4 separate regions of the Mus musculus genome follow, and regions 1, 2 and 3 are each linked to region 4. Evidence: chromatin contacts called from public Hi-C and HiChIP or PLAC-seq data. All regions are on one chromosome and are shown on one strand. Each heading gives the region's core, a stretch centred on a gene start, on an enhancer-like site or on the middle of the called end of the contact. The rest is flanking DNA. Distances are from core to core; before and after follow the strand shown. Region 1 has its middle 16 kb from the start of Gm41335. Region 2 has its middle 110 kb from the start of 4930449C09Rik. Region 3 has its middle 44 kb from the start of Gm41335. Region 4 has its middle 250 kb from the start of Pvt1.

Region 1 (6,034 bases), core at 1,964-4,463, 1.1 Mb before region 4:
TATGGATAATATCCAACTTCACTGAAATATAAAAGATGGCCAGGAATTAATTAGATAACCTAGGATGTGGAGAAGGGTTGGTTTAAATGGAAAACATACTCAAAGATCAAAGACAAAATACTCAGTAGTACCTTCCTGAGACAAAAAGAATTCCAATATGACTGAATCCTAGAGATGAAGTCATGGAATGAGGTACAAGGGAAGGCTGAAGTGATGGGTCAGTCATATGGTCCTATAAAAAGGCAATGGAGGAATTAATGCACTTAAGACTTTGAATTAACAAGAGGAGACTGAACTTTAAAAAGATTCCTTATAGTTGTATAAATGCCAAGAGCATGTGCACAGACTTGAAATGGTAACTGTAATGGAGTCAGAGATGCTGGTTGATATCTGGATATAGGATAAAAAGATCTAACAAAAGAGGATAGAGACCAGTGGGTGGATCTGAGAAATTTTTAGGGAAAACAATTAATCACTTATCAATGACTCATTCAATATAAAAGAATGACCAAAACGTGATTAAAGATTAGGTTGGTAGTTTAAAATTTAACAACTATTGGATAATAGCATTATATATTAGCCTGAGAAAGAGCATATTTAGAGTATCGAGGTCATAACTATGATTTTATCTGACATTTATTAAATATTTACTATCTACCAATGGCTTTTATGTTTTACAGACATCTATATATTTAATTTACTAATAAGCATTAGAGTTTAGAATAGTTTATTTAGTCTTTCCATAAGCATATAGCTTGTCTCTAGTAGGACTGAAATGGCAATATAGAGGCTCTAGTTCCAAAAGCCCTTAGTGTACCCCTTCCCATACTGCAGGTCTTATTTAGAAAGGCTGAATAAAACAGGGCTCTAGAGTACAGAAACACAAGATGAGCAAGAGACATAAATTTGGAAGCCATCATATTAATCATCCTAGACTGTAAAATTTCAGTGGTTTCACAGAGCAAATGCAATTTCTTGCTCATACTAGCCATCAGGAATGCACAAACTTGTTGATTTTTAAAGGGAGTTTCCCTTTACGTATTGACTCTAGAGTTCTGAGTCTTCCAACCTTTGTGCCTACTACTTCTTGGTAACTTCTTGGCATCTCTTTTCCCTTTCTCTTTCTGCAGGTAATTGATAAACTGAAGTAGAGTAGAAGATTTTAATGCCAAGGCTAGAGGGAATATACATTACTCCTTTTTAAAATTACAGTGTACAGGACAATTCATGTGGTCCCAACTGACCACTCACATTTATGGATGGGGTAGAATGAAAATTAGGAGATCTCACTGAAACATATGTAATTATTCAAGTCCCAGAGTGAATAAATATAGAATTAGAAATGTGGCTGAGGTCAGAGAATTGACAAGATCTTTATGGTAATGATGATGATTAATAATAGCTAAAACATTTAGAGCACTTACAGTATTCCAGGCTTATATGCATACATTAATTCCTGAAATCCTTATAAAAGCCCTTTGATGTAATGGTATTATTATATCTTTTAATATAGACCAAGGAGTAAAGAGCAAGTAAATAACTCTCTTGAGGTCACAGACTTCTAAGTGGCAGAACAAGAATTTGAATGTAGGGCGTCTGCTTCCAGAGTCTGTGAGTTTAACTGATGTCATATGCTACATAATTATTAACTTCAAATACTTGAAGAATGTCACATTAATATGTAAGTATCTTTGCTATGAGTTCCCAAGGGATAGAATTATAACTAACAAATGGAATGGAAATGATGGCAGTGCTCAGCCCAGAAGAAGGAAGTGCTTTCTAAAAGGAGCTGTCTCAAAGGAAGCAAACTGCAGCCTGAGATAGTGCAATCTTCATCAGCGGAGGTGCCCAAGCATACTAAGAGAAAACCCTTGATAAGGATGCCAATCCAATCATCCAGTAGAGATCCAATCATCCAGTGAGTGCTTCAAGGAGATAACCACTATTCTTCTCGAATATTCAAGAGTTGGAAAGTTTTGCAAATACATGCTTGCCAAGATTTCCTGAGGAGTGTAAACTTTCAGAATTAGTGTCTCAAAGTAAGTTCTAAAAGCTGTATCATCCAAGAACTGGACCTGAAGCTAGCTAGAACAGTGAGTTCTCAACCTTCCGAATGCAGTGACCCTTTAAATAAAGTTCCTCATGTCGTGGTGACCCTCAAACGTAATTTTGCTACTGTTATGACTAGCAGTATAGATATTGGTCTTTGGGGGTCATGACCTACAGGTTGAGAGTCATTGAGCTGGAAGGAGAAGGCTGGGGAGGGTGTAGAATAAATAATTCCTTACCTTTGAATCTTAGCAGTTTACTTAGAAGCAAAGGCTCATGGTTGTGTATTGACAGAGGGCCACCTATAGAATTCTAACCTGGAGATGAGCCCATGATTTGTACATGGTAGAAGATCTCCATTTTGGCTCAGTAGTACTGGCTCTCTGCTCCAGAAGCCTCTGTTTCTATTTTATAAAAGTGGTTTCCCAGGTTTAAGACTTATCTGAATCAATGGGAGAGCTCAATAAACCAACTGCACCTTCTCATTCAGTGCATTGAGGCTAGAGCTTGCAAACTTTCCTACCCCAGTGCTGTTCTTGCCTCTGCTTTCACCTTTTAGGAGACTACTCTCTGGGAACCATTGCTCTAACAGGGGCTTCTGGTTCAATACCATAAGCCTTTGTTTATATGTCTAGCTTCTCCTTGCTTATCTTTGTTTTACCCCCACCTAACCCACCATGGGTTTCTTGATAAAATTTTACTGAGGAAATGCATTGAAAGAAATATTAGTTTTCTAGAAGTTCAAAGAGGGGAAAGAAATCATGGGAATCTTTCAGAAGAGAAATCCTGTGTTGTCACCTTTCACATAGCTGGAAGCATGACTCATGCAAAGACATGCCTATCTTTGCTGAAAAGCAAACACAGACACACCAGTTTTGTGTGTCCTGGAATGTGCATCAGAGACGTCTCCTTATCACCTCTTCCTCATTCTTTTTCTGTCTCTTTAAATAGATGGTCACCACCACTTCATGCAAGGAAAGTATTATTTAGAGTGTGGAATGCAATTTGCTTCTTCCCAGAGTTAGTTCCCTTCGGACTGTCTTTGGATGAACTTTGCAGTCTTCACTGAAGGGGGAACCCTTTCCCACTGTTCTCTGGGAGAGCCACGGCTTTGAAGTCACAGCTGGCTTGACTAAACTCATTTCCTCCCTCCACAATGTGCCTCTGATGCAGTGTTGGCTGAGGCTCCCCCTTGCCGGCTCCTGCTATTGAACCAGACCCAAGTGCAATGTTTAATGTGAGTGTTTGGCTTGGCTTGAATTTGGCCAAATCATCTGTACTTCGTTTCATTTGAAAGCTCTACTTTTTTTTTCCCTCCCCGTTTCTCTCTCAAATAGTTCATTCCAGATGTTTTTGATTTGTCTTTCTGTGGTCCACTCCACCCAGTTCCTAAATCAGTAAATCATTTTCATGCTTCTTCCAAAATCTAAGCAAAGAGAAGTGCTCAATTAGAAAGAGCAACTGATTATTGGTTCCTTAGGCTTCAGTGTGGCTCTTTTCTTCAGGAACTACATTTCCAAGGTAGGAGAGAATGTGACAGAACATGTAGATTCCAAATTCCTAGCATTCAGGATCAGAGAGTATGCACAATAGGGATGTGTACATAATATGAACATCCAATTTTATTGCCTAGTTCAAGGCTTGATAGCACTGTTCTTGTTTGAATGCTTTCTGTGACTCAAGTGCACATGGAGACACCCATTCTATGAGCTTATGTGTATCCTTACATGACAGAAATACTAACTAATCAAGATCCCAGCAATTTTCTCATGGTGATGGAGGCAAGGGTAAACAGATGGAGCTAAGATGCAGGGAATGGTTATTTTATTGTCATTATAAGGAGTGAGGGCCTTATGAGAAAGTCCCATATCTGACAGATTAGGGAAGCTAGAAGGAGAAAAATTGCACACATTCAGAGTTTCTCAGAGTTTAAGAATTTACAAAGAAACTCTTGGATGCAACTAGGTGATAAAGTCAGATGAAATATGGGGAAAATGCTGTAAGGTGCTGGAGAAATGGATAGGTCAGCAGTTTAGAGCACTGGCTACTCTTACAGAGGACTCAGGTTCAATTCCCAGCACCTACGTAGTAACTCACAAATGTTTGTAATTAGAATTTTGTGGATATGACTCCTGACTTCAATGAGCACCAGACATAATGTCATAATGTACTACACATGCACACACACACACACATACATCACACACACATATATCACACACACACATCACACACACAGAAAAAAATTACATACAGGCAAATCACTCATACACATAAACTAAATAAATAAGTTAAATAAATAACTACCTAAATAAGATTTCTTTAAATAGTTTTAAGAAATTTTGATGTGATGTGAATGAAATTTCTCTGACAAATTTACAAATGACTCCAGTGAAGACCTACGTGCCCTCTAAAATCTTTCCTAAAGATGATGTAAGTTCTCTTTTGAACTTGATGTTAATATGAGACTTACTGTTCAGAGTACACCAATAATAGTTTATGCTACTTATTTTATTTCATGCTTTTATTCATTTATTTACCATATGACACCAGATTATAAAAGTATGCAAATAGCTTTTAGAGGTATACATATGCTTATTTATATATTAATTTAGAAAAGAAAGTTCTAGTTATTTATAGAATAATATATTTATTTAGGATAGCAATTTTAACTTGTACGTACCATCCCTAACAATGAGTATAGTACACAATCAACTTTAGGACCACAATTAGATAGTGAAGATCATGCAAAGTGAATATAATAGTAAAATTTATAACTGATACAGGAAAGGAATATGACTCATGAAATTCAATAAAAACATAGCTTCAGTTTGAACATTATATCTAATGATATTATTTGACTTCTGAGATCAGTTGTCCAGGACACTTCTGGAAAATGTTGCCAGATTGTAATCTGAACATAATTACCTATAAGCAACCATTTGCTTATTTTATCTTTCAAAAATTTATAACAAAATATCCTGTGAGTATACAATACAACCTGTGTAAATATAAGTTAAAATTCTAGTCTTGATTCAATAATAAGACCTCTCTTCACATCTCTCTCACTAAGTTGGGTAACTTAGATGTATAAAAGAATGCAAGGATAAACCAACACTTCATCAGTTGCCCAGTCTTTTTCTTTTTCTTTTTTTTTCTTTTTCTTTTTCTTTTTCTTTTTCTTTTTCTTTTTCTTTTTCTTCTTCTTTTTCTTTTTCTTTTTCTTTTTCTTCTTCTTCTTCTTTTTCTTTTTCTTTTTCTTTTTCTTTTTCTTTTTCTTCCCTTTTTTTTTCTTTTTGGTTTTTCAAGACAGGGTTTCTCTGTATAGCCCTGGATGTCCTAGAATTTACTTTGTAGACCAGGCTGGCCTCGAATTCAGAAATCTGCCTGCCTCTGCCTCCCAAGTGCTGGGATTAAAGGCATGTGCCACCATGCCCGGCTGTTCCCTCTTTTTCTTCCCTTCTATTATTTCATGTTAAGTTTTTATGATAAATTCAGAAGTGAGAACATTGATCTTTGGTTTATTGTCAGCTTGTTACTTGAACTTGGCTAATGGAGTTAGCCAATTCTTTCCAATGGACATTTCTTGACATGTTGAAGCATCCCTGGCTAGATCTCTCTAAGCATGACTCCATGGACTTGTCTACACTTTTGTTTATTACTGCCCTGACCAACACTTAACTCATATTTCTGGAAGTTTATACAACATATAGTATATGAATCCTTTGGCTCCCTGATAGAAGCTCCCTTTGCTAGGACCCTAACTGAATATTTGATTTTTCCAATGAAACTTTGTATTAGAAAGTTGCAATTCACAAAGAAGGGGGTGCAGACACTTCTTATTCCCCACTGTAACCTGTCACATCAAACAATTTTGCCTAGCTCCTCCACTCATAGTTTTCACACCAGTGTTACTCTCTAAGTCAGTACAATTTTATAATCCAGTAATACTCAATTTTTTTTCAAATCATTTCTGGTTAAAGAG
Region 2 (5,816 bases), core at 1,583-4,082, 1.3 Mb before region 4:
GGTATCTTCAGGGTACTAAGAACTGTTTATTAATGATAACAGCCACAGCTATAAATGTGTAACCAAGCAAAGTTGAAAATCAGATGCATGAAATATTTCAAACTTTATTTTTCTTATCTTACAGTGACCCTGGAAATATACGTTTTCAGGAAGTTTCTGATTATTATTATTTTTTCTGCCAGCATCAGAATCTTCGTGCTTTTGAAGTTTGGGGTCTGGGTAGATAGTCATTGAATGGATGCATTTAATAAGCAAATCAATAAAAATGCCTTGTGGTTTCTTTGCTTATTCCTGTCCGCTATCTGATTCATTTTTACTTCGATTGGTCTTTTCAAGCACTTTCATACTTATCCAGACTCTACCCAGAATTCTCATTGCTCCCCAGACCATGATGTTCAAACCACACTTTGCATACCATTTATTTGAATACTCAGTGGCTTAGGCTGGTGCCAGGCCTAATTTTCCCAATGTCCATTGCTGCCTCCCTCATTGCTTTTGACAGGAGCCAGTCTCACCACATCACACTTGGCCTGTTGGAAAGGCTGCAGAAGCTTTCCCAGGCCCAAATATTTGGTGGCTGAGCTCGTCTTCCTTTGCCTTACAAAACCTTTAATTGAAGATGGCACGTGGATTCTGACTTGTTTAAAATGAATCCAAGTCCTGGAATAAATTGAGTCAAACCCAAGATCCCAAAGCTATCATCCCTAGAGAAACTCAGCATTAAAGAGAGCAGAGAGTAGGGTGCGGAGACCTGCAGGAATGCAGAGGTCTTTAAGATGGTTCCAGTATACTCTATGAGGTTTGGCAAATGTCAGAACTCTTGTAGCCAGACACGTTCTGCATGGAGTTAAATTGGCTTGATATTTGTTTTGGGAAGTCCTTGCTCTCAAGGTCCCTTAGTATATGACTGTGTCATCAGAAGAGAGTTTCATATAAGGGTCCATGAAATGTAATAGTTCTTGTGGAACAAATGACACCTTCCCCACCCATTTTGCCTTCTCTTGATAGACTTAGTCAACATTAAGTGTTGACTTTGGCATGTCTTGATTTGTGCTCAAGTATTAGAAGCCAATAGGATACCATCTAAACTTAGCAAGAGTAATGTGACAACCTAGTGTAGTTATTCAAGTGAGTCCTTTCCATTCATACACTAGAATTTTATTGTGATAGCATCAACAAAGGCACTGTTATGAACCTCAGGCTTTTGCACCTGCTGGGATATGTGTTAGAAGTGGAGGGATCTGACCTTCTTAATCATCCCATTCTGCCACTGATGACCTTCAATGGGAATTTGAAGGTTATTATTCCAGTCTTACCACTTATTACTAATCAGTCTCTAATACGTATCATTCCATTTTGACTGTACTGACCACACTTAAGCATTTAGCTCATATTCTTGTTCTTCTCTTAGACTATTGCTACAATAACTAAGAGTCTCCCTGTTCACAGATTTGCTCTCTTCCCATTTCACCTACAAGTTAGCAGTCATAGCTATTTATGTCAAAATGCGGTGAATCATGCCATTCCATTGCATAAATATCCTGATCAGCCCTATTTATTCTTAGGCTAAAACTCCAAATAACAGACAAAACCTACAAGGTTTGGCACATTGTGCTTACCCCAGTTTCTTTGTACCATCATCTCTTCCCTCTGAGGTCTACTGTGTAGAACTCTGGGCTGTATCCAAGGCAAGCCATACTGTTGTCTTAAGGTATTGTGTCTTTATTTTAAAACTATATTTATTTATGTATGCGGGGTATATGTCCCTGTGGAACCACAACGTTCCCGTGGAAGGCAGAAGACAACCTATGAGAGTTAGTTCTTTCCTTTAATCATGTGGACCACTGGGGCTGAACTCAGGTGATCAGGCCTAGATCCAGGCACTATTATTCCCCAAGGCGTCTTTCTGCCCTAATGTGTTTAATGTGGTTCTTGTTCTTAGGTCTTTACTGGTCTTTTTCCAGCCTTTTTCAACCATCAGAAAGCCAGCTTAGCAGCTATCTTCCTATGGATTATAAACCCCTTCTCTGTGATTTTCAAACCACTGTGTACTCATGCGTATCACAATACTTACTGTATAGCATTTGGACCTTTTTCCCTTTATAGTTTAACCATTAGACTATAAGTTCACCGAAATGGGGATCATATCACAGTCACCATTAGTGGCTACTACAGTAGCAGTGGCCTGATGCTAGAAATAATTTATTCTTTCTCTTCTTCCTTTGTGATGACTGTCCAAGGCATATTGATAGACGTCCTTTTTGTGAAGACACTAGCCTGGAGTTACTTCTTGACCCTGGATACTGATGTTGCTTTATCCAGAAATGTCTCCCCCCCTCCTCTTTCTCCATTTGAGTTCATCCTGGGATAATCACATACTGATTGACTTTTAATGCTTTATTTTACATAATTTATCATAAGCAGACCAGCTAAGATGACTCTAAATGTCAAGTGTAAGACAGAAATAGCACTGTATCTTTAGGATGAGACACTCTGGAGAAATGCTGAAGCAGGTTAGAGTCCAGAGTTCTGCTCATAGCTGCACTCATGACCGCACTGAGATGGCAGTCCCTAGACTTCCTTCCTCATTGTAGCACCCAGGGATGAACTCTTTTAGGATCCTTGCAACCAAAACCCCTTTAACATTTCATATTTGAGATAGAAAAAAAATCTTTGTGATGGGTCTTACATTCAAACAAACTCACACAATGACTGAGTGTATACATGAACATTTGCTTTTATTTTTCTTTTCCTTTTAGCAGGTTTTTATATAGCCCAGGCTGCCCTTGAGCTCACTATGGTGCTGAGTTTGACCTTGAATTCCTTGATCCTCCTGCTCCTACTTCCCATGTGAGGGATTTTGTGCGTGTACAACCACAACACATTTTTTTTCTGTATGAAAATCTGTCACTATATTTTTTTGTCAACTCTGCTCTTCTATTCCATGCATCATGACAGACTGTCTCAGCATTGAGTGCTCATGGTCCCTGAGTTTATCTGGAGAAGGCACAGAATTTTCTCTAGGCAAATCTGGACAGTTTTCAGTCTAAGCTTTCTTACTTGTTTGCTTATGTGAGCTGATTCTTTTCTCTAAGCGCTGTCTTTATCACTTAAGAGTTAAAGATGTGTATTTCTGATGGTCGATGGGAGGACTGCTTGAAGGAGGTGCCTGGAAAGAACTTAACAGAGTTAACATGGTAAAGATCATGGTAGAATTTATCTTTTTCCTAAAAGAGGAAATGCTTAAGATGGGAGAGTATTCACGTGACAAATATGACAACTTCTTGTTGGTTTTAATGGTATGTTGCATGTAGCAGAAAATCAACATGCATTCACTCAAAAACATAAGAAAGGGTCTTTCTTGTATTTGGATAATGAGAAAAGGGTCCCCAGGCTCAACTCTAGGGAGTTAAAGGATTTGGAAGCAGTGCTTCTCTGTTGGAGATGCTTCGAGTTCTCGGTGTAATAAGGGTCCAAGGAGCCATTTCCTTTAGTCCTCTGGGGGCATTTGAAAACCTAGATTTCACTGTACAAAGTAGCTCTTTCTCATGCATTTTTATAAAACTACAAACAAAACCTGCTCTTCAGCATTTGTTTCCTTCCCAAGTAATACAGAACAATGATAAATTATTGTTAAAGTCCATTTGTATCCTAAAATGATCTCAGTAAAGTGACATACATTTCTCAGCCTTGAAGGATCTTTTTGTTAAGGCCATCATTCTTTTAGGAGAGAACAAAACATAAACTCTTTAAGGGTGGAAAATGGATGTATTGTCTCAAAATGGGAGACCTTTATTTTTGTCCCAGAGTAATATTTTTATTGATTGAGAATTTCACATCATGCACCCAGATCACACTCACTTTTCAGTGCTCCCAGGTCCATCCCCCACCCTTGTGACTACCCCCTTCATCAAAAAAAAAAAAAAGTCCAATTTTTGTTGTATACTCAGTGTGTCACAGTCAAACTCCCAGGGGCCAGGCCTTAAAAAACAAAACAAAACAAAACAAAACAAAACAAAACAAAACAAAACATCAAAAAACCCAAAACAAGTCCTTCCCACTTGGATCCCACCAGAAGCCATCAACTGTGGAGAGCTACATTTTAGCATCCCTATCACAATTTTTAAGAGTTCCCTTTGGCAGAGGGCCCTGTCCGTGGTCTGCACTGCCACCAGAGACCAGGCTGAGGTCTATGGCACGTGCTGCGTATGCTGGAAACCATGTCGAAGTCCAGGATCCACACTGCTGCTGATTATAAAGGGCAAGAAACCCACTTTTGCAGCGGTATCGATGACTGCAGACTCACACAGTTGGGAAAGAGGGTCATAAAAGGCTTCTGTGCAACTCCTACCCACAACCTCCTTCAAAGAAGTAACAATTTAGATAGGAATGCATGAAAGAAAACAGAAGGCTTTACAAAAGGGGCAATAGGTAAACTGTATGCCTCTGAGAGTCCCACTAATTCTGCATCCCTAATTTTTCCTGATCCTTGCTCCCCCTAGCCATTGAAATACTAGAGACCTCTGTGGAGTTTTGCTACCACGTGTGGCATTGCCATGCCTTTTACAATCACTCTGTACTTAACCTTTCAGAAACGATGAGCTCAGACAATCCTCCCTCCTTTACGAAGTCTATGTTAGGCACTGTTGCCATTGCGTTGGGAAAGCAATGAATGCTTGGTTACACTGCTCCTTACTTGGGCTCCCCTAACCAAGTGACTTAGTCAATGTTTCTCTCAACATCCTGACAGCTGGAAGGGAGCTATTTAATAATGTCTTCATACCAAGAAAAGGAGATCATTAGGAACCAGTGCATAGCTCAGCATTGGGCATGTCACAGGAGCTCATGATATCTCAATGTTTGGTTGCATTAACTAGTGTACAAAAAGGTAGAAATATGGACCCCTCCCAGTGTGGGGTGGTGTGGGGTGGCTAATATTTCAGGGCTTGGGGAGTGCTGTTGGGCTCAAAATGTGAGTTGGCTGAAGTTTTACGGAGTGATGGAAAGCACTCTGAGCGTGTAGGTTCAAAAAGGTTTGGTGCAACTTTTATGGCTTCGAGTCTAAAACTGGATTCATTTGAAATGAAGTTGGAGAGCGAAGCTATTACTCAATGCTTCATGTATGTATTTGGAAACTGAATGTTCTCTGGCAGGCTCCTTTTCAGCTGTGACACAATCTTTGGATCCTTCCCTGCCTGCCTGCCAGTCCAGCTTCCATGGAGGAGAGCTATTTCTAATAACTGCAGCCAGACTTCAGTTTTCAGTGAAGATTAGCCTCGTTGATTCTTCCAGCTAGTGGGAGATGTGCCCCTGCCTCAGAACCCACAAGCATCTTATGGTTATTTATGGAAAGGCCCGTCTGTCTTAACCGACACTCTGCATCACTTCTGACAGATCCCTTGTGCAACACATGACAAATGACTTGCAATGATGTGCTTGGACGGAAGCATGTAACTTTAAAATTTTCATTGATCACCAACTAACTGCATTTAGAGTCTCACACATTACAAATGAAAGACTTCATGGATATGCTTTTGTCAGTAATACTTAAAATTGACTGGCAGATTGATGAAACATTTGACCCTTTGATTTATCCAAAATTTCAACCCAAATCTACTATCTTGATTCTTGGCTCTAGAAAATGTGGGAGATTATGAGATAGATAGAATTTTTCGCTGGCCTCCAGAAGCAGAAAGTCCATGTGTATAGATAGGTTTTTTTTTTTTATATCAAAACTTAACAAAATTTAAAAAAAGATGGAAAAGAATACATTGAGTGAGGGAAGCTCTAAGAAAAGGGTACCAAAGGTGCAGTGA
Region 3 (5,687 bases), core at 2,180-4,679, 1.1 Mb before region 4:
TAATAAAATAAAAGGAAAATAGAAAACAACAGCTAACACATTGAAATTGTACATAAAAGAGCAAACAAAATGAAAGAACCCAAAAGAATGCATGCATAAACCACACACACACACACACACACACACACACACACACACACAGAGCCCTGACATGACATTATGAGACAAGGAACCTCCAAAGATGCAGTCAAGCTCACTTTCTGTTGGTCATTAGGAGGCAGAAAGGCTAATGTTTAGAAACAACATGTAAGCATTTCAGAGTTCAAAAATCTAGTTCAACAACCATTGTAACAAGAATGCAAATTCAGAGCTTGCCATTCTAGACTCCATTGTTTTGTGTCTAACTGCCTCCTGCTCTCTTTCTCTCTCTCTCTCCTCTCTCTCTCTCTCTCCTCTCTCTCTCTCTCTCACACACACACACACACACACACATGCACACCCACACGCACACACACCTATCTGTTTTCACGTGTGATTCTTGATTGCTTGCATCTTGCATCATGTATTAATGTTTGCCCAATAAACAGACCGATAGAAATAAAACCTAGGTTAAGACCTGCTAATAAAAGATGTTCCTTCCATTGTTTTACTAAAGCTATGGAACCCTCACATGTTGCTGAAAGGAACTCATCTGCCTTCTGTGGCCAGCTTGATGCTTCCTCTTATCATATATCTTCCCACTTTAATTATCAAATATGAGTAACAGTTGTGCATATTAACTATTTAATCTAGACAAATGGGTCTAAGGGATGAATTAAATAAAGAATCTCTTTAATACCTAGTTGATCTCCCATTGGGTCTGCAATCTCCGTCTTTCTATATTCATTTCTCTGAAAACATCGACCCATTGAGCTGCTCATTTGTCTGTCTGCAGGGATAGGCAAGGGCTCAGTAGGAAGGCAGTAGTAATTAGAATGATGATTAGAATGACAAGGGCTTTGATCAACTGTGCTTCCATAGGAGGTGAAGTGGTTTGTCCAATATAAACTAAGGAGTGGCTGTCACTTTTGGCTGTATAAGCTCACTCTGCAGGACCATTCCTAAAGCAAACATCTGGTACCAAACCTTCCACCTTCATCCTATCCCTAATCAGATGGTCTGCTACAGTCCCCTTATTGTTGATTGATATTCCTTCCCATCTCATCTCCATAGCAGAAGCCTGGTGGTGATATCTCTTTGAGGATTCTTTACTTTCTACACCTAAAACTCAGAGCTGATAATCCTCACATCTCTGTCCCTATCATTTCATGACTGTCATTCCATCAGTCTTCATGACTGACATTTTTATAAGAATGATCTGTTATCTTCAGCACTGAAGATTTCTCTTTAAATGATTCTTCAAGTTTTTCAGACATTAGTTTGTTGAAATAGGGTTTGTTTGGCCAGTGGGGTCATTATTGATTTCTAGGGTTTTCCCTGAACTTAGGAAAAATTCTCAACTCCTTAATAAGATCTTACTCTAGAAATGAGGTCATTTTCTTACCTCTTCATTGTCTCTTCTCCGCTCCTCCTTGGCAAGATGGATGCCGAACACACTCTTAGAGTCTCTGAACTCTAGGAGAAGTTTGGATAAGTTTAGATATTATATATCTGTCTGGAAATAATCTTCTCTTTCAATCTATTGTGACTGGTTGAATCTTAAGGTTTCCGTCTACAAGGGACAAACTCTGAGAAACCTTCCTTGATGTCTAAGGGTCTAGGCTTGCTTTGTCGCTGCATCCTAGCCTACTACCTCATTGAACATTGAACATTACATTGGTAAACTAAGTCATATCTTTGTAGCCTGGCACGTGATAGTTGTTCAATGAATACTCACTGAAGAAATGACAGGCTGAGAAAAAGTGAATTGGGGAAGTAAATAGTTACTTCAAATAAAATATGTAACTTTTTGCCTTAATTATCCAACTATTTTGAACAGAAGCCTGATGTGTGTGTGTGTGTGTGTGTGTGTGTGTGTGTGTACACGCATTCGCATAAATGCACATATGTGCACACATGCCAATATTTGACATAGGATGTAAGTGAGTCCTTAGGCTTAGCTAGATAGCTCAGTCTTGTTCAGAGGCAAGAGAACTTAATGAAATTTCTGTCATTTGCAGCTCTCAAGATATTCATAGCTTTCTATTGATATATGACAAAATTTGCGGCTTAAAACAATACCTAATAATTAATTCTCACGTTTCAGCTCAGAAGTGTACTGTGTCATACATGTCTCAGTTTGCACAGAGCACCACGGTTTTGACATTGAGATGCATTCAAAAGATCCTGTCCCAAACCCATTCTGTTGGAAACATTTCATTTCATTGTAAGATCTAGTCATTATAGGACTGCTAACTAGCTCTTGTTTTCCTGCAGGTCTTCAGCTTCTGTGGACTTCTTTGTTCCTTGTTCTGTATCTATTTTCAGTTCCGAACAAGCATCAGTATGTCAGAACATGTTTTCACTCTCTGACTTTCTTTTCAGATGTCAGCTCCAGGAAACTCTGTGCTTACACAAGGTACAATTGTTTATATTGGGGTCATCTTCCCAGTATCCATGGAAATCGCTCATCAGTGGTACTTGTGTTAGTATTTGACTGCATCAGTGATAAGAAACGTTGCACAGAGGCTAGGAGTCATAGAGATATTTTAAAATCTGCCTGCTGTATTGGCACCTTACAGAAAAATGAAAACAAGTCAAAACAAATGATCAGATAAGTTACCAATTTTGGTGATAGGAGCTGGGTGGTAGGTAGGACATGTACTTTCTTTTATCATCACTGGACGGTCTGTGTTGCCAAACTTGCTATATAGTAGATTAATTAATATAAATGTGAGACAACTATTTGGTTTTTGCTTCAGAACTCATGACTCTTGATCACACAGCCTCCTATAGTGGTGGTTCTCAACCTGTGGTCGTGACCCTCACAGGGCAGATATCTTGAATGTTACATATTTTCATTATGATTCATAGCAAACTTATAGTTATGAAGTAGCAATAAAATAATTTTATAGTTGGGGATCATGAGAACACTGTAAGGAGCTGCATTAAAAGGTTGCAGCATTAGAAAGGTTGAGAATCACTGCTTCAGAGTCTTGGTCACAGTCCTTGATTCATGGCTGCCATTTTCTTCATTGATTTCCAGTTTTGTTATCATGATTAAAATAATAATTATCATTCATTGAACTTTTTCTGTAGCATGTCATAGGTATCTTAGGCTGCTTATTCTTTTAACAACTGTGATCTAATTATTAGTATGTCTAATACATCACTATGCTCATAACCATTTGGGATATGAGTATCCAATACTCTGCTTGTCTGATTCGTAAAGTTTAGTGTTAATATTATATCTGTGTCTTTGGGGAATGTGATAAACCAGGTATAGTCAGAGGGTTGTCTTGGGATGCTTAGAGTTAGTACTCACATCTCTCACTTCCGGCCTTCTCTTTCTAGCATCAGGCAGTGACTAACACCATGCCCTCCCTCCCTTATGAGAAACAGTCCTGGGGGTGAACAACACATTCCATGTCTATTTCCTCCGGCATTAGGAACTAATTGTGAACTAAGTGACCAAACCATCCTAATAGAATTGGCTTCTAAACAGCAAATTGTAAACTTGCATGAATCGGGATCATGTGTCCTCTAAGCCCCTTCCCTTTCTCTTTTAATTGAGTTTCACTCCAGCATTATCTGTTGAAGGGAACAATGGGATGCCCTGTTTTGAGAGTGAGTCAGGCCCAGCTGCTATGAAAATAATATGTTTGAGAAAATGGACTTGACATTTGATGGCCTTATGACTCTTCTGACAGGATATAATCAACTCATTAGGGAGAAACAGAAGCCCTTGTTGTACAACCACGTTATTCTGAGCATGACAGAACTCCTAAGCTGGTGGGTGAGTGTTCAAGGCACATTGGGACTTCGTCTTCTGTGGCCAGCAAGCAGTGTGGCTGCTTTTACTGTCTCTTTCTCTGGCCACTGCCCTCCAGCTGATGAAAGGGAAATGTTACTTTCTAAAGCCCACAGTTCCTTTGTTTGTTTTCTGCTGTTTCACCCCAGAAGACTGAATTTATGAAAAGAACTTGGTTTTTCAGGGATGCTCTCAGCCTTTCTTCCACTCAGACACAGCGGGGGCAGCTCTCCTGGGAGGGTGATTGGAAGCAGGAAGTAGCAGTTGGGATTCCTGATTCCAGTTCCCAGGCCCACCCCTAGTTTTCTGTGGGACTCTCAAGGGTTCATGGTAGACTCTTTGCTTAGTCTCCCACCATAAAACTTCAACCTCCACTGCTTGCTGATTTTGCCTGAGTTTTTGCCTCAGCAGGAATATGAAGGGAAGGAAAGTCAGATTTCCACATGGGAGTAATAGTCACTTTTAGGTATCACAAGCATCAGACAGATAATTCCTGGCATAGTCCTTGGCATGTCTCTTAGGCTTTTTACTAGATTTATTGCCTGGAAGTTGTGGTTCCTTTAAGTTCTCTATTTGATCATTAAATATGTACTAGACATTTTGTTTCTTAAAAATACTTTTAAGTGCAATCGTTTTAAATATCAAATCGAGTCATTACACCAATGATGATGTGTCTGTGTGTGTCAGGAATTCTGGTTTGCAACACTCATTCTTAAGAATGTTCTCAATTATTTCGATTCACTATATTGTAACTTCCACCAGAAAAAAAGACAGTGTCTCTTTCCCACCACGGAGCCTCAAGCATCTTTAACAGGGTCTTTCTCAGCCTTTCTTGCAGGTGTGAAAATGATTGAATGAAGTAATTGACTAATTTTATTTTATTTTTTAGAATTTATTTTATTACATGTGTGAGTGTTTTTTCCTCATGTATGTGTGCCATATGGATGTCTGGTGCCTGTAGAGGTCAGAAGAGGATGTTGGATCTCCTGAAACTGGAGTTACAGTCACCACCATGTGGGTGATGTGAGCCATCTCCAGGGGCTCTATAGAAGTAGCAAATACTCTTAACTATTGAGCCAACTATCCAACCCTTAAATGTTTTCCTGAATATTTTCTGGACATGGTAATCGTCTTCATCCTGGAAACTTTGCCTCGGGAATTAGCAAACTGAAGACCATAGGTCAAACACTGCCTGCTGTCTGTTCCTATAAACTGACTTTTGAATGTATCTATCCACTGTCTTTGCTATTTCCCTAAAGGCACAGCTGAGCTTGTGGTGGGAACTACACTGGCTGAAAGATGCAAGATATTTTATTATCCAGTCCTTTGTTAAATAACTTGCTGACTTCTGCCTTTTACCTGCTACACAAATGTATGAAATAGAAACCTATACACACCCTCTTTTCTGGAAAAGCAATAACTACCAGTCTTCCAAAGAAGTTTAAGAGTTTTTATAATGCAGTATGTACTTTAAATCCTGACAGATCTCTAGAAACTCCTCTGTGCTCACTGTTTTCCTCCTCAACTTCACACTTTTCACACCTGTCAAAGATGCCATACCTTTATATCAGCCACCAGTGGTGCTGATGTCACTGCTTGTTCTACTGTTGCTTTGTAATTTGGATTTATCTTTTAAAACCTTGTTTAAATACCATCACTGTTAAATTGCTTTCTGTGAAGTTTTTCTGCTAGGCTAGATGGCCCCTCTCCCTTTTCAACCCAGCTCAGCACTTCATAAATCATGACACTCAAGCTCACATGGATTATTTGACTTGACCAAAGTTCCGTGAAGAAGTGG
Region 4 (6,250 bases), core at 3,600-6,099:
CACACCACCAATATTTATCCGTTCACAAAATGTCATTTGGTAGCCCTGCACTGTGAAGTCCCGTGCTAGGCAATAGTGATGCAAGTGCTACTTGGACATGTGTGAGAAGCCAGTCAACAACACACAATGGCATAAATAAATAAATAAATAAATAAATAAATAAATCTAGCTGAGTGATTAGAACCGTAGGTGTTAGGTAGAATGGCATGCTCAACTTGGTTCAATTAAAGTCAGCCAGCAAATATTAATTGTACCTTCTAGGTGAAAGGAAATTTCATGTACAAGAGAGAATACAAAATTAATCAAATGAAAATAAGCCCTTATGCTTAACATTTTAACCTAGGAAGGCATGCACATACAACAATCTGAATAAATTAGAGGCTATGACTATTCAGGAGGAGACCCATCAAGAAAGACTTTGAAAGGTACTTAGAAAGCACCTAGAATAAAGCCCTTCTGTGTGTGTTAAGACGAATGGGAAGGAAGAAATCATTCCAGGAAAAGAAAGTATCACCAGGAAGATGGAAAATAGCTTGCTCTTTGCTGAGAGCCCACTCGAACAGTCATCTAAAAGACAGTGCTGAGGAGTGGACAGAGCCAGAAAGCTAGCCAGCTCTTCCAGGAACACCCTTCATCCACAGCTCTGAATTATTGTGGATCCAGCCTTGCCGCTGGCCATGTTAACATATTTGGCCCTTTTGCTTCAGCAAAAGTGTGAAGGAGGGAATGGCTCAATAGGTAAGGTGCCCCAAACCCAAATCAAAAGGCTGAGTAGAGTAGCACCCATTTCCATTCTCAAGACTAGAGGTGGGAAAGTCAGGTAGATCCTTGGGGCTTACTGGCCAAGGTCACCCTCCTGGGAGAGTTCAAAGTAAGAGAAAAAGACCATGTCTTTTTTTTTTCTTTTTAAGGTAGATGGGAGCATAATACATGTTTCTAACCTTCCTGTATATGTGCACGAAAGTTTATGTGTACGTGTATATGCACAAGGCACCCATACATACAAGAACATGAACATACACACTAACTTCCCCATTCAAAACTATGCCTTGAGACCACATATGGGCAGTGAGGCAGAAGACACACACAAGTTCTGTTTTATTCCTTAGAGAAACCACCACTAAACATTCTAATAGTTGTGATAAGATTTCAGTCAGGGCTGCTCATCTTAAGCTTCAGTGTCAGGAATGGACAAGAGCAGCCATTCTAAAAAAATGAATAGCCTTGTAGTAATGACCATTCCAGTTGTGGCCATTTGCCTCCAAGACATGCAGAACCTTTCTCTGAATAGATAGTCAGACATTAGAAAACAGAGGCCTTTCTTTCCCAGCCACTATTGTTAACCGGGGACAAAGCAAAATTGAAACTATCTGTGGCAGTCTTCTCCCAAAGAAGTGTTGATGTGTGGCATGGTGCCGGCATGCAAGCGAAGCCCAGGTGCATGAAGGGTGGAGAAAGAACATGCAACATACTTTACCTCTTAGCACGTGGTCATTTGTAAAAGCTGAGTAGCTGAAAGCCTGGTAGACAAGCTAATTTTTAGAGAGAGAATCACTTTTGATCCCAAAGTCTTATTCTTAGTAGGGATCTGTTCCAATCACTTACCTGATGCTCCAATTAGTCTGTCCTTTATGTGTGCCTTTCTCATAATGAGTTTCATTCCCCAGTAGAGTTTAGTTCAATCAACAAGTGTTGGTAAAACAACTGATCCAGATAGTGCGTGGATTACTAAGGACTCTTCTGTTGTTAAGTTCTTCATTTAGTTGGAGAGAAAAGCAATATACAATGAATATGTAATACACTGTCAAGGGTTAAATGCAGGTGCTTAGGAGAAAATAAAGGGAGCTTTGTTATGTCTTTGGGTGTGTTAGTGGATAGTCAAGTAGGATATTTGAAGGATATTTTATCTAAGCAGACGCACAAATGAAAGAGAAAGCAATTACAACCCCATCAAATCACAAAGAAGAATAGCATCCCATGTAGGAGCCACTGAGGTGGAGAGTATCTGACATACCAGGAAGCGCCCAGGAAACCAGATATAAGAAGATCTGTGTACACATGGAGAAGACCATCAGGAGTAGAGGCCATAAGGCTGAAAGTTTTCAATACCATGCTACAGAAAGGCAGACAGGTAGATGGGTGAAGAGAAATAGACACAGTGATACATAGTCACATCCAGGAAATATGAAAGAAGACTAAGAAAAACACTGTGAAATGAGATGGAGAGAAGATATTTTAAATTATGTATATATGAAGGGGAGATTGAATCAGCTTGTTGTGGGATATGCATAGTGTTTATGTTTTTTTGTTTTCAACACAAAGAAAATATCTCGGTGGAAATGTCATAAAGATGGAGACAAGATTAATGTAAGTTTTTGATGACAGAATTTTCAGAATGTTGATGTAAATAAAGAATTTGTTTCCCACAAACTTCTATCAGAAATATCTATTCCAGATGCAGGATGCTTCCTCTCTACCTGTCTGCTATGCTTCTAAAATACTTTTAAAAGATGTCTTAGCCCTTCTCAACTGAGAAAGAGAGAAAGAGGCAGGAGGAGAGCATTTAGAAACAGGAAAAAAGACCTATTATCATAGACAAGAAGAGTCAGCCAGAAGACTACAACTCAATTCAGGAAGTTGTAGCTTCTTTCCAGAAAGCATATGATTCCCTAAGACCACAGGCAGGGGACCGAAGAGAACCCAGAGCCTGGAAGAGCTCTAAGAGAGAGCAGAGAATAAAAGAATAGTGAGAAGGAGTTTACAGTGTTGATCTGGTGTGGGTCACAATGCCAACTGTGGATAGAGATGAACCAAGATATGAAATCTAGACATGAACCAGGTGAGTGGGTTGAGAGTAAGCAAGAAGTCCCTTCAGTTCCCTTAGGCTAACTTGTACTGGGGACTAGAAGTATTTTGTGCTACTTGGGGTCTCACATTTGTGGGGCATGGCAAGGGTCAGTGGTAGTGATGACTACACAGGAGCTGAGCAGGACAAATTATTAGTTTTTAATCAGGGTCCTTTGGGTTGCAATAAAAAAAAAACAGTTCAAACTGGCTTTGGTTAAAAGAGACTTTATTAGTTTACATAGATGAAAGACTGGGAATAAACATCACATACAAAAAGTTTAAGAAATTCAGACTGACTGTAAGAGCCCAAATGAAATGCTAAATCTCCCCATCTTGCAAATCTATGTGGTGCAATGTGTCTGACTTAGACAAATGCTCCAAGAGAGGTCAAAGTGTACATGCTACGAAGGAGCCCACAGATAAAACTGATGGCTGATGTCACATCTAAAACTATGAGAATCAGAAAATACTGGGACAGTACTTGAAAGTACCACTAAAAAAAAAAGAGGAGGGGGGAGAAGGAGGAAAAGGAGGAGAAGAAGAAGAAGGAGGAGAAAGAAGAAGAAAGAAGAAAAAGATCTATAATACAAAAATTATCAAGCGTGTGATGTAATTTGGTGATAGACTGCTTGACTAACATGTACTAGGTCTTAGATTCAACATATGAAGAATAGAGAAAGGGGCACAAAAACAAAAATAAATAAAATTAAAAATTAAAAAAAAAAGAAAGAAAGACAGAGGGAGACAGGAAGATAAAGGAAGGGAAAAGCCAAATCATGAACCAAGTCTCTTCTTTCAAAACTGAAAGTGGAATAAAAACAGGTTTCCTCGTTCAACATTAACTCAAAGAAGCAAACTATAATTCCTAGAAAATAATCACTAGAAAACCACCAAAGAAATATAAGCACGAGGCGGAGTAAGATATTAAATGCTGAAAAGTTCCTGACAAATGAGAACACAGAAAGTGAGTGCCTGAGATGAATGGCAGAGCATGGAGCCATATGGCTAACCCGAATCTAACCAAACCAACAATTACATTCTCTGAACCCACTAAAGATTCCAAGCAAAGGGCACCCAAGGAATGACTGTATCCTTCATATAAGACACGTACTTGATACTAAGATACAAACTGAGAAAAGATGAATGAATACAAAAGTTATCATGCTAGTAAGCAGAAGCAAGCATGAATGTCTCCATTACTATTTAGCAAAATACATATCAAGGGAGCTAGAGACACAGCTCAAGAGTTAAGTCTGTTTCCTGCTCCGGAAGAGGATCCATGATCAGTTCCCAGCACTCAGAGGGTGGCTGACAACCACCCATCGGCATGAGCAAGGAATTCACGTACATACTTGAAGGCCAAAATCTCAGACACTTTAAATGAAGTAAAAAAAAAAGATCTTAATTTTTTAAAAAAATAAACATCAACACTACCAGATACATTGACAGAACTTGATGATCAGAGAAAGGGAGAGAGGGAAAGGGAAAGAAAGGAGTGGAGAAAGGCTTATTTTAAAGCTGATTTCATGTCATTATAGTTGTCTAATATAGAAAACTATACTATGCAAAACCCCATGCTTCCTTCTCTAAATTAGCACATGCAAAGCATACATTTTACCAACATACATCTGTACTAATTTTATTAGTGTACTTTATGTCTCCCATCAGAGCAGAATTCTAAAAATAGGAGGATCTATTTTTATTGTATTTTTGTGTACTTCCAGTTCCCAATATCTAGCAGAGGACTAATATATTCTAAGTACTCAAAAAAGAAATACAGTTTGAAAGAGACATGCTTGAGTAGTACACCCATGAGCACAAGTGCTAGCAGAGAGCTGGTGACTGCATGCAGGTTCCTGAAGGCGAATCCCGCATTCTTTCCCTCTGCTCCCACATTGGAGGAAACACATCCGCCAATGGCTGTGAAACCCAGTCCCTAGCTCAGAGCCCATTCTCATGGCAGTCATAATAAAACAAGCATTTGGATGGATGAGACAGGAAATGACCAATAGCCACAGCTCAGAATGACACAGCTTTAGCTGGCAGGGGGAGGGAGGAAGGTCCTCTGGAGGGTTGAGTTTAAGGAGCCACAGGAATGTGAAGCAGGAACATTTTTAATGATTTTTCAAATGCGGTGATACAGTGTGCCTTCTAGTTATTCTCTGCTAAACTGAACAGTCACCCTACAAATTTCAACCACCATTTAGTCAGCATGATTTCTCCTTGCCTCCAAGACTCCTCTGGGGAAAGTGGTAAGTCAAACTCAACAGATGGGAGAATTAGAATGTCTCATCTCTAGAGGGAAACAGAGCCTTCAAGTGACTCATAAATACTCTAGATCCTCTGCCCAGAAAAAAAAAAAAAAAAAAAAAAAAAAAAAGCCTTTCCACAGGATGTTTTTCATGACCTTTTGATACAGCTGAGTGACTACTGTGAATAGGTCCTCGTAACAAGTGGGCTCAAGCAACGGGATGCATTTTGTAGATCCTAGCATACAGAAACGAAAACATCTCATCTAAGCATTCAAGACACAGTTGCACACAGACTCTGCCTCTGTATTATGTCTAATGTCATTTTCACTGTCTCCTAAGTAGCTTGCTTTACATATAAGCAGACAAAAGTATTTGCAGCCATCGCTGTTGAGTAAGGTATGTGGCTCAGCTGGTTAGTATCCAGCTCGGGGAGGAAATGCATGAGTAAAAAGTAATGAGATTAGGGTCTGTGCACGAGAGGAATGCTGGCTTCAATCTTGACCCTCTCCTTGCATGTGTGGTTGTGAATGCATTACGGAACAGTCCTGAACTTCTGTTTTTTATTAGTCTGGGAAGTGGAAATTAAACTACCTGCCTCGTGAGGCTTTTGTCGAAAACCAAATAAGATAATTTGGCAGAGCATTCACTGCTCTGGGCAGTAGCAGTATGATTGTTATGGTTTTAAAGCAACACTTAACACACATACATACAGGTATTCTGTAAGGCACAAAGGTAGAAAGGAGACTATGGAGATGCCCTGAAGGGGAGGGAAAGGAAGTAGGAGACGCACTAAGAGAGGATAATAAAATATATGTGATGTACAGAGAGACAGGTGAGACCAGTGGGGGGTGGTCAACAAATGGTGATATATGCAAACGTGTTACAAAGAAAATCATTTACCTTTTATGATAAGCTAATTTTTCCAATTTTCACACTTTCAAACCTTGGAGGATAACATATTTCGAGTCAAGGCAGTGATACTGGACTATGGATCTAAACTTTCAGCATGTCAAACATACTATTTCCATATGGAGCTTTGGGCTGAAAAGCCATTCTGCACAAGCCAATCTCACATTATGATGTAGAGATGGGTGTTTCCTTGCAGAGCAGATGTGGTGGTCATACAGCCAATCTCGAAGGTTTGCAACACA

The links. Hi-C and Micro-C count contacts between places; a contact is called where the count stands out from the background. HiChIP or PLAC-seq counts read pairs in DNA pulled down with a chosen protein or histone mark.
Region 1: a contact with region 4 is called in a FOXA1 HiChIP or PLAC-seq map of pancreatic cancer cells. The contact joins two enhancer-like sites. A contact is called at or near these places in 1 of 15 datasets of contacts at CTCF or cohesin (the NIH/3T3 cell line), 2 of 484 Hi-C or Micro-C datasets (adipose-derived mesenchymal stem cells and uterus) and 5 of 115 datasets of contacts at active chromatin or transcription factors (the NIH/3T3 cell line, astrocytes, embryonic fibroblasts and 2 more).
Region 2: a Hi-C map of bone marrow-derived macrophages shows a contact between it and region 4, with 10 read pairs. The contact joins two enhancer-like sites. A contact is called at or near these places in 1 of 15 datasets of contacts at CTCF or cohesin (large pre-B cells), 3 of 484 Hi-C or Micro-C datasets (the N1E-115 cell line and bone marrow-derived macrophages) and 5 of 115 datasets of contacts at active chromatin or transcription factors (the NIH/3T3 cell line, acute myeloid leukemia, astrocytes and 2 more).
Region 3: a contact with region 4 is called in a Hi-C map of muscle stem cells, with 2.9 times the contacts expected there. The contact joins two enhancer-like sites. A contact is called at or near these places in 2 of 484 Hi-C or Micro-C datasets (the N1E-115 cell line and muscle stem cells) and 3 of 115 datasets of contacts at active chromatin or transcription factors (the NIH/3T3 cell line, astrocytes and embryonic fibroblasts).

Annotation. Positions count from the first base shown.
Region 1 is chr15:63,337,745-63,343,778 of GRCm38.p6, reverse strand. No RefSeq gene overlaps it. Among named protein-coding and RNA genes, the nearest start is that of Gm41335, 16 kb to the left of the region's middle. Within about 2 kb of position 3,213, at least 70 of the 459 cell types and tissues checked have an H3K27ac peak or open chromatin away from gene starts, as enhancers often do. A contact at or near this core is called in the NIH/3T3 cell line, embryonic fibroblasts, pancreatic cancer cells and 1 more, where this site is marked.
Region 2 is chr15:63,602,852-63,608,667 of GRCm38.p6, reverse strand. No RefSeq gene overlaps it. Among named protein-coding and RNA genes, the nearest start is that of 4930449C09Rik, 110 kb to the left of the region's middle. Within about 2 kb of position 2,832, at least 6 of the 459 cell types and tissues checked have an H3K27ac peak or open chromatin away from gene starts, as enhancers often do. A contact at or near this core is called in bone marrow-derived macrophages, where this site is marked.
Region 3 is chr15:63,398,638-63,404,324 of GRCm38.p6, reverse strand. No RefSeq gene overlaps it. Among named protein-coding and RNA genes, the nearest start is that of Gm41335, 44 kb to the right of the region's middle. Within about 2 kb of position 3,429, at least 29 of the 459 cell types and tissues checked have an H3K27ac peak or open chromatin away from gene starts, as enhancers often do. A contact at or near this core is called in the N1E-115 cell line, the NIH/3T3 cell line and muscle stem cells, where this site is marked.
Region 4 is chr15:62,286,095-62,292,344 of GRCm38.p6, reverse strand. No RefSeq gene overlaps it. Among named protein-coding and RNA genes, the nearest start is that of Pvt1, 250 kb to the right of the region's middle. Within about 2 kb of position 4,849, at least 75 of the 459 cell types and tissues checked have an H3K27ac peak or open chromatin away from gene starts, as enhancers often do. A contact at or near this core is called in the N1E-115 cell line, the NIH/3T3 cell line, bone marrow-derived macrophages and 4 more, where this site is marked.